Linked DNA regions of Drosophila melanogaster: region 2 is linked to region 1. Evidence: chromatin contacts called from public Hi-C data. All regions are on one chromosome and are shown on one strand. The core of a region is the stretch at or near the end of the contact, and the rest is flanking DNA. Distances in the headings are between cores, read along the strand shown. Region 1 holds the start of toe (twin of eyg). Region 2 holds the start of caup (caupolican).

What was found. Hi-C and Micro-C count contacts between places; a contact is called where the count stands out from the background.
Region 2: a contact with region 1 is called in a Hi-C map of the Kc167 cell line, with 1.8 times the contacts expected there. A contact is called at or near these places in 22 of 107 Hi-C or Micro-C datasets (the Kc167 cell line, the S2 cell line, brain and 6 more).

Annotation. Positions count from the first base shown.
Region 1 is chr3L:12,431,114-12,434,783 of dm6, reverse strand. toe (twin of eyg) reads left to right here and starts at 2,116. Exons shown (of 6, transcript NM_079317.3): 1 at 2,116-2,708. The coding sequence starts at 2,471.
Region 2 is chr3L:12,608,153-12,612,186 of dm6, reverse strand. It overlaps caup (caupolican), which reads right to left and starts at 2,556. Exons shown (of 5, transcript NM_079322.3): 1 at 1,368-2,556. The coding sequence starts at 1,418.

The DNA.
Region 1 (3,670 bases), core at 867-3,366:
GTTAATTCCGCTGCTTAACATCCGATCAACACTAGGCCCCCTTTCAGCCCCCCCTTCTGACAATCACTGGCACTTTGCCTTTCTTTGAGTTTTCTTAGTGTTCTCCCATTGGGCATAACTAGGTATTCCAGTTACCAAGGGAGCAAGAAAGACAACTCTATAGCTAGTGCGCAGCTGCGCGTCTGCTCTTCAGACACGCCTCTCACTCGCTCTCACTCAGTTGGCCAGCTAACTTGAGTTTGTCTCAAATTATGTAAGGTGAAGGTGAGTCGAGCTCAACGCGATCTCCCTCTCTTTTAATCTGTTTTTTTTCTTTCTTGTCATATATACATATATATGTATATTTTTTAGTGGAAGCAACTTTTGCCTGGTCTTCTATCAACATAAATAAATTAGTACGCCTGCGTTGGCAAAAGTTATGTGCGCTGCGTGCATGGCTGTGCATTTTGAATGGCAAAACTTGTGCCTCTCTATCTCCGTAGAATCATTGTTATTTTGCGCTGCGAAATTATAGGCCATTAAAATTGATTATTTTCCATTATCAGTGTGGGAGGTTGTCCGTTCGCCGCCTCTCTGTCACACCCACTGGAAAAGAAAGGGGGGATAGAGAAGTGCCGCTGCAGTGGGGAGTTGCAATAACAACACCTCTGGCTGTGCAAAAATCATTTCACGTTAAAGGGCCCAAATACACATGCATGCATATGTACATACACAGACTTAAAAGTTGGCGGCCATTATTACACGGCTCCTGATTTCTGTAACTCAGCCAACCAGCGAACAAGTGGGAGTGAGAGGGGAACAGTGGGCGAAATAAATCAATTAGCCGACCCATCTTCACCTCGTGCCGCTCCTGTCACTCCACTGCAATCGCAATGCATATTGCGCTTTCCTTCTCGCTCTGTCTCCTTTGCTGCGCAGCCTTATCTCGCTCTCTTTTTCTCCACCTAGTTAATCGGTTACGTCGCTGCTTACCACCTCCTTGCCACCCAAACTGCACACCCCACTTGGCTAGTAACCACCGCGGTGGTTGGCCAAAATGAGTGGAGTCGCGTCCAACGTGGATTCATTGGTTTCTCGTCCGGCCAAGTCACTAATGTCCGCCAATGTCCCGTGTAATGCGCTTTTTGCTCATCCTCGATTTTGGGGAAGAAACAGAAGAAGAAGGGGTTCAGTGTACGGGAGCCAAGGATATGGGAATCACGCAAAAAAATTTAACATTTCATATTAAATTTAAACGATTTAAAATTATCGGATTTTGGGATAAAGAGAAAACTGTTTTTTGTTATGTATAGTTTGCACACATCACATATAAACGTATTTAAATGCAAACATGATATATTAAATAGTTTACCGCCTACAGCCCTTTGAATGTTTATCTCATGAATTAATCAATACAATAGTCAGAAAACAAATATATATAAAAATTGTAATAACATTAATGGCACATTATTATAGAACTTAATATTACATCTTTATATAGACACAATTTTCCAATTGTATTAAAGGATTAGGCAGCATATCATATAATATCATATCTTATTGTGTTTTATTTACTTTCCCTAAAATCACTCAAGCTGAGTGTTTCTTTCAGTGCTTCCTTTGGTGATCGATGATTGACAGCCGATTCGTGGTGTCGGCATTTCCATATAACAACTTTTCCAACTGGCCAACACCACGTATGTATTACCAAACAAAAACGCCGCTCAATTAAAAGGCCGAAAGCAACTGGTAGCGCAGTTCGGGCCAGAAAGTTTTTGATAAACAATGCACTGAAATCGAATGCCCGAGTAATTAATTATTGAACTTTTACAACTGCTACGCTTTTCTCGGCATATTTTTTTCCACCTCCGATTTTGCCTCTCATTTCCTCAGCAAACTGCTCAATGGGGCGACGCTCAAAGCGAGCACACACACACTAACGCACCCCCCCACACACACACACACACTCAGAGGCGGAAAAAAAAAACACGGCTGAATGCTCAGTGGCAAACCGACCACAAGCACAGGCAAACCAGAATGCAGCAACACAACAGCTATAGCAACCCGATCCAGGTTTTGGCCAAGTAAGATATTGCGCTGCCGGTGGCTCCGAGTTCAGTCTCATTCAGCGAGTCGGCGGGCGTTGAGTTTGAGTGCGAAGTGCGGTGCGCGTCGAGTCAGCGAGCGTTGAGCAGCAGCAGCAGCAGCAGCAGCAACAACACGACGCAACAGCAACATCAGCCGCAACAGAAGCAGCAACAGAAGCAGCAACGTGCAACTTGCAACAGCAACACAAGCGAGCGGTTTCGGTGCGCGTTTTCGAGTGGCGTGCCAAAAAAAAAACAAAAATTTCACAAATAATCCCTTTCAAAAAAACCGTCGGTGAAACACAGAAAGCCCACAAAATGCCGCCTGTTGTTCACTGAGAAAAAAAAAATAGCCAAACACATCAATTGCATTGCTGGCGCTTGAAGATTTTTGGAAGCGTGGCATGGCAACCAGCACCTCACCCGGACCCACAAGGACAACTGCAGCCATTAGAGTCTCCCTGCCAGGAGCAGCACCCGCAATTCCCGCTACCGCCACCGCCGGCTCTCAATCCCCCGGCGCCATCATGCCCATGGCCGCCGTGCCGTTGCCGTCGCATCTCCAACTGCTGGGCAGTTCCGCGGGAGGCGTCGGTCAGCCGGCGGCAATCACGCCCGTTTCGCCCACGGCTGCTACCACAGGTGAGTGCTAAAATAAATAATATTTTACAAGCCTTGTTTGGCACATTTTAATTTATTGTTGATGCGAGTTCGATTGGAACAAAACGCTCCTTTCTAATTTAACAAAAAAACTTTTTAATGACTTTATCGACTTTAATTTGAATTTTAACAGGCTTAAGTTTCAGTAAAAGTATCATATATGAGTTTCTAAAGAAAATGTGCTCATCCAGAAAAGGAGTAGTTAGTTTTATTTAAAAAAAATTTAGTAATATTTTTTGAATGGGAAAACGTATGAAAAATCATAACTGACAGTTTTCAGTTTTCAAAACCAAATACAATTCAGAATTCATCTGAGAAACTTTCTATGCATTCTTTCGTTTACTAATTACATTATATTATATTTATATAATAATATATTGTATTATATTTCTAACAAGTATAAGGATTATAAGGATAATAAGGATTTAAAATATAAACTTTTATTAAAGTCAGCAGCATATAAAATGTATTATCATCCAATTAAATTCTTACAATGCCCAATCCTAAAAATTTTATTTAAATTGTTTTTTTTTTTAATTTGTTCACGTACAGCAAATTATTTTTGTAATTTTTAAATACAGGTTTGTCTTATTATTTTTAGCACCAAAGCTTTAAAAGTAACTTAAATAGCCTTTAAATTCATTGATTTTCCGATTGTTTGATTGTTTTTTTTTTTTATTTTGCACGAGAACTACAAATGTTTTATCTCCACTAACGTTTAAGTTAAGTTCGTTGGTTTCTTAGTTGATTTTACTACTAATGTTGCCCCTTGTGGCACTGCTATTGCTGCACGCTCCATGTGAGCCGCAAGATTCGGGCGAATTCCGTGAACTGACATGGAATCGGGAATCGGGGGCTCGAAACAGTTTAAAACAAAAGCCAACCGGGCACAAGAAACTGGTGGCACTAGTCAAATGCATGCTGGAGCAGTGCAATGATTTGGA
Region 2 (4,034 bases), core at 1,307-3,806, 180 kb before region 1:
CATTATTTTAATTATTGTAATTTACCAAGTTTGCATATTATAATAAATGGTGCACCACTCCGCCGGCGGCTTCATTAGCATAAATTTATGCCAGCCACCGTGGTCAGGAATATTGTATACATACACACATATATACATATGTATATATATAAATGTACATAAATTGGCAGCAGGATAAACGCACTAGCATTGACGCATTTGACCACATAGTAGTCGTTGAACATGGCTTACACAGGCATTGCAAGGGCTTTGTAGCTGCAAGTGTTTCACTTCCCCCCGTTTGGGCCAACTAATTTGAATTACTGAGCTCCGAATACCGGGTAATTATGACCAGACCTCGGACGATGCACTGCCACCGGAATGCCCCACCAGACCCCCCCCTTCGGTTACCAGCGATTTGCATCCAAGGCGGTGACGGCTGTCCTAAATTGTGAAACATTTCTTGGCGGCGGGGCGGCCATTATGGCTATATCCGCATATATATATATATATCTATATATATATGTATGTATATATATAGGGATCCAGGAGCCCCAACCGGTGCCAAAGTGCTTGAATATTCATGTGCAGTGGCTGCTCCCCAAACCCGCCGGCTTAATATGTAAATTTAAAGTTATTTCGCACCGTCCATTATTAAAGATTTCCCTTTTCGCACATGCCAAAATATTCAACTGACTCAGTTTCTGGTTTTATGAAACATCTTTTGTGTGTGTGCCAAATATTATTTTAGTCCGCACTAAATAAATAGTATATTCAAGTGTCTCTTGAAATGATTAAGTTATGGCTGCATATTGAAATGGCACAGCTGTAAATCAAAATATAATAAATACATATAACGAAATTAATAAATTTAATTTCATGGCCAATATAAATTGTTATGACTAAGCCATCTGTTTTAAATTTAAATTTAAGGCACCCAGTAGCAATAATTCAGAAATTTGCTCTTTCAACTGGTTTTTCGCATTCTACTCAATTTAAATCAATGTATTTATAAATCTTCAGATTCTATTCACAATAATTATTGTAAGCAAAGTGCTCTTTATAATATGGTATTTATGGCCTTCAGTTTGAACACAAATTATGAGATTACAAAAAAAAATTTGGATAAGGTTTTTAATTGATTTGGAATTTGTTACTTTTAAAATTGAATATATTATTGACAAAATCTAAAGGGAGCAACATTTTCAAAGCAAATATAAATGTATATATAAGATACAATATTGGATCCATACTAAAAGATTCCTTAAAATTGTTGTCTGTGCTAAATAACCGTTTAAAACTTAAGTTAAGTTTGCTTACTAATCAATACAGACTTAAAAAAAACGGTTAACTGTTAATCTCTAAACAAACCACCGGCATAAACCCACCTGATTTGCCGTCGGGTAGCCAGCGTATCCAAACTGCGCATATGCAGCCATTGTCTCGCTGGCTGAGTTGGCCTAAAGAGCGGCGACACGCGAGTTCACTGTGCCGGGGCTTCACTGTGGGGCGTCCCTCGTTGTTTGCTTGTTGTTTTCTTATTTTTTTTTGCGATTGCGGATGCGGATGCTGGCGGAGCCCTCGAAAAAGGGGTGGCCAAGGATGTGGGGATGGTGTTGGGTGCTTAAGGGAGGTTCAAGTGGGTGGCCAGTGGGTGGTTGGGTTGGGTGGCTGGGCGGATTTGGCGTGCGTGCTCGACGGCTAAGCACTCTGGGCGCTTTTGTTGTTTGCTGGCTTGTTGGGTGTTGTGCTATTGTTGTTGTTGCTGCTGCTGGCTGGCCTTGTTGAAAATTGATAAAACAAATTGTCGATGTCGAGCAGTTCTGTTAATGTCGCCGGAGCCGGAAAATGTTTTGTTTGTTTTGTGTGACTTTGCTGTTTTATTTCGCTCGTCCGTTTTCATCCGTTTTAACTTGATTTTTATTGACTCTGTTTGACTCTTTGGCGGCCGGTTACCAAAATGGTTAAAAAAAGACACACACAGACGACAGCCGGGCAAAGCAAATTGGATTCAAGTGTTTGCCGCAAACAGATTTACAAATGTACGCGGCTCTTCAGTCTTCGGTCAAAAGAATGTGTCAGTTTGGTTTGCGAGTTTACCCACTGATTGGTATTTCAGTTTTTTCCACACTGTATCGAAATTTTTTAAAGTCAGCTTAGGAAACTTTTTGATATGTGATCCATAATAATAAACATAGTTTCGAATTTATGGCGAGTTTCTTTTGATATTTAACGAGACATTTCTAGAGAGGTTTGCCTGTCTTTTCGGGTCCCTTTTTTTCGTATTTACTTTTATCATAACTATTGCACGCACTTCATTATCTACGTCGGTTGCATCTGCCGATCCGATCCGCTGGCAATGCTCCAGTAAAAACGGGTTCCGTTCCAACCTGTCAGCGGTATCTCCACGGTGACGACGGCAGTGACTGCGACTCAATAACCGACTGTGACTTATCCGGTGACTGTAACTCGTTCGTCGGTACTTTCGTTTCGGCCTTTTTTCGAGTTTACTGGGCGACGCGGCGGAGATGCCAAGATGCGAAGATGCGCACCTATTCGCGTTTCGGAACAAACTGTTTTTCGGCCGCTCAGCGAGCAGCGCGGTTGCGTGTGACAGAGATGGCAGCAGCGATGTAAACGGGATGGCTGCAGGGCCGCGAGAGAGCCAGCCAGTTAGGAGCTCTCCCATTGGCCAGCGTTCCAATCAGACTGGCAGCCACGAGCAGCAGCCTTCTCGCTTGCACGTCTGTGAGTGGTCTGGTAACGAGTGAGAAGGGTAGACTCTCTGGGGCTGTTGTTGCTTTGTTCGTTGAGAACGCCCACCTCCAAGCACTGGAAAGTAAGTCGACGCTCTCTTTCTGCCGACCCCTCTCTGTCGACGTTGGAAGCGATTTCATGGCGGACCACGATCGAAAGGCTTCCCAATTGGATATTGTAGCCAAAGTTGGCTAAGAATTTTCCGATTTTGATAAAAAAGTACAATACAGAAATAATTGGAAAAACTAGAAAAGAGTTGCTGAAGATTTGCTATCATAATAACTGGTCAAAATACGTCTGGGCATACATTCGTGGGAAGAATTGGAACATTTTTCTACAATCTCAAAAAATCAAACATTAATTTAATTAATTAAATATAATGTTTAAGAAAATTTGCAGGCATATAAAGATATGTTTTTCAAGACGAGTGGGTATACAATCTCTTTAATATTGAGTAGTTTAGTGTTTTATTTGATCCGCTTCCAATTATTCTTTGAAATTTTAAAAGAGAATTTTCAATATTAAAATAACAAAAACATAAAACCTTTTTTATAAGCCCAGCTGAAATAAATATAATCTATGTCACATCAAACTACAAAAAATAACATACAGCAAACAAATATAAGCATGTTTTTATATTTTAATAAACATATTTGCTTTTCTATCTTGGCTCCCAATAAACAAAAAGTTTGATATTTTAATGTGCATTTAAATTTTGGGTGGTGTAAGGACTTGGAAAATCTAAAAAGTAATCAAATTAAATTATTTTAGAAGGTCTGCAAGTATATAAAGCCAAAATCTAATTTTATTTAAGAAAACTAATCCGTACGTTATTGGTAACATCAACAACATTTAATCATTACAGTGTGTGTGTGTTTTTTTAAAAATAGCTTGATATATGCATTGTACATTTCCCATAAAAGTGCTTAATGCTCCAATATCTCAAGGCCAAATCACGAAAATCGCAGCTAATTGGGACTAGCTAATCGTAACAAGATACCGAAATAGGAGAAAAAACAAACAAACAATCCGATTCCATTCGATCCAAGGAAGGGGGCGTGGCCGGTCCATTTGAGGGTCCTCGAGTCGAGTGCGTTCTAATTAATGGTATGTGGAGCGGGCGGGGTGGGGAGGGGAACTGAACGTTTTTGGGGAATTTTTGTAAAATGAGTATTTTGATGTTTTGGGGTGTTAACGCGCTGCCATTTATTATAAATGCGAGTGCATCTCAAAGTCAAAAGAGACGCACATGTGGCACTTTTTTCGGTACTTACAAACGAACGCATATGTAAATGTGT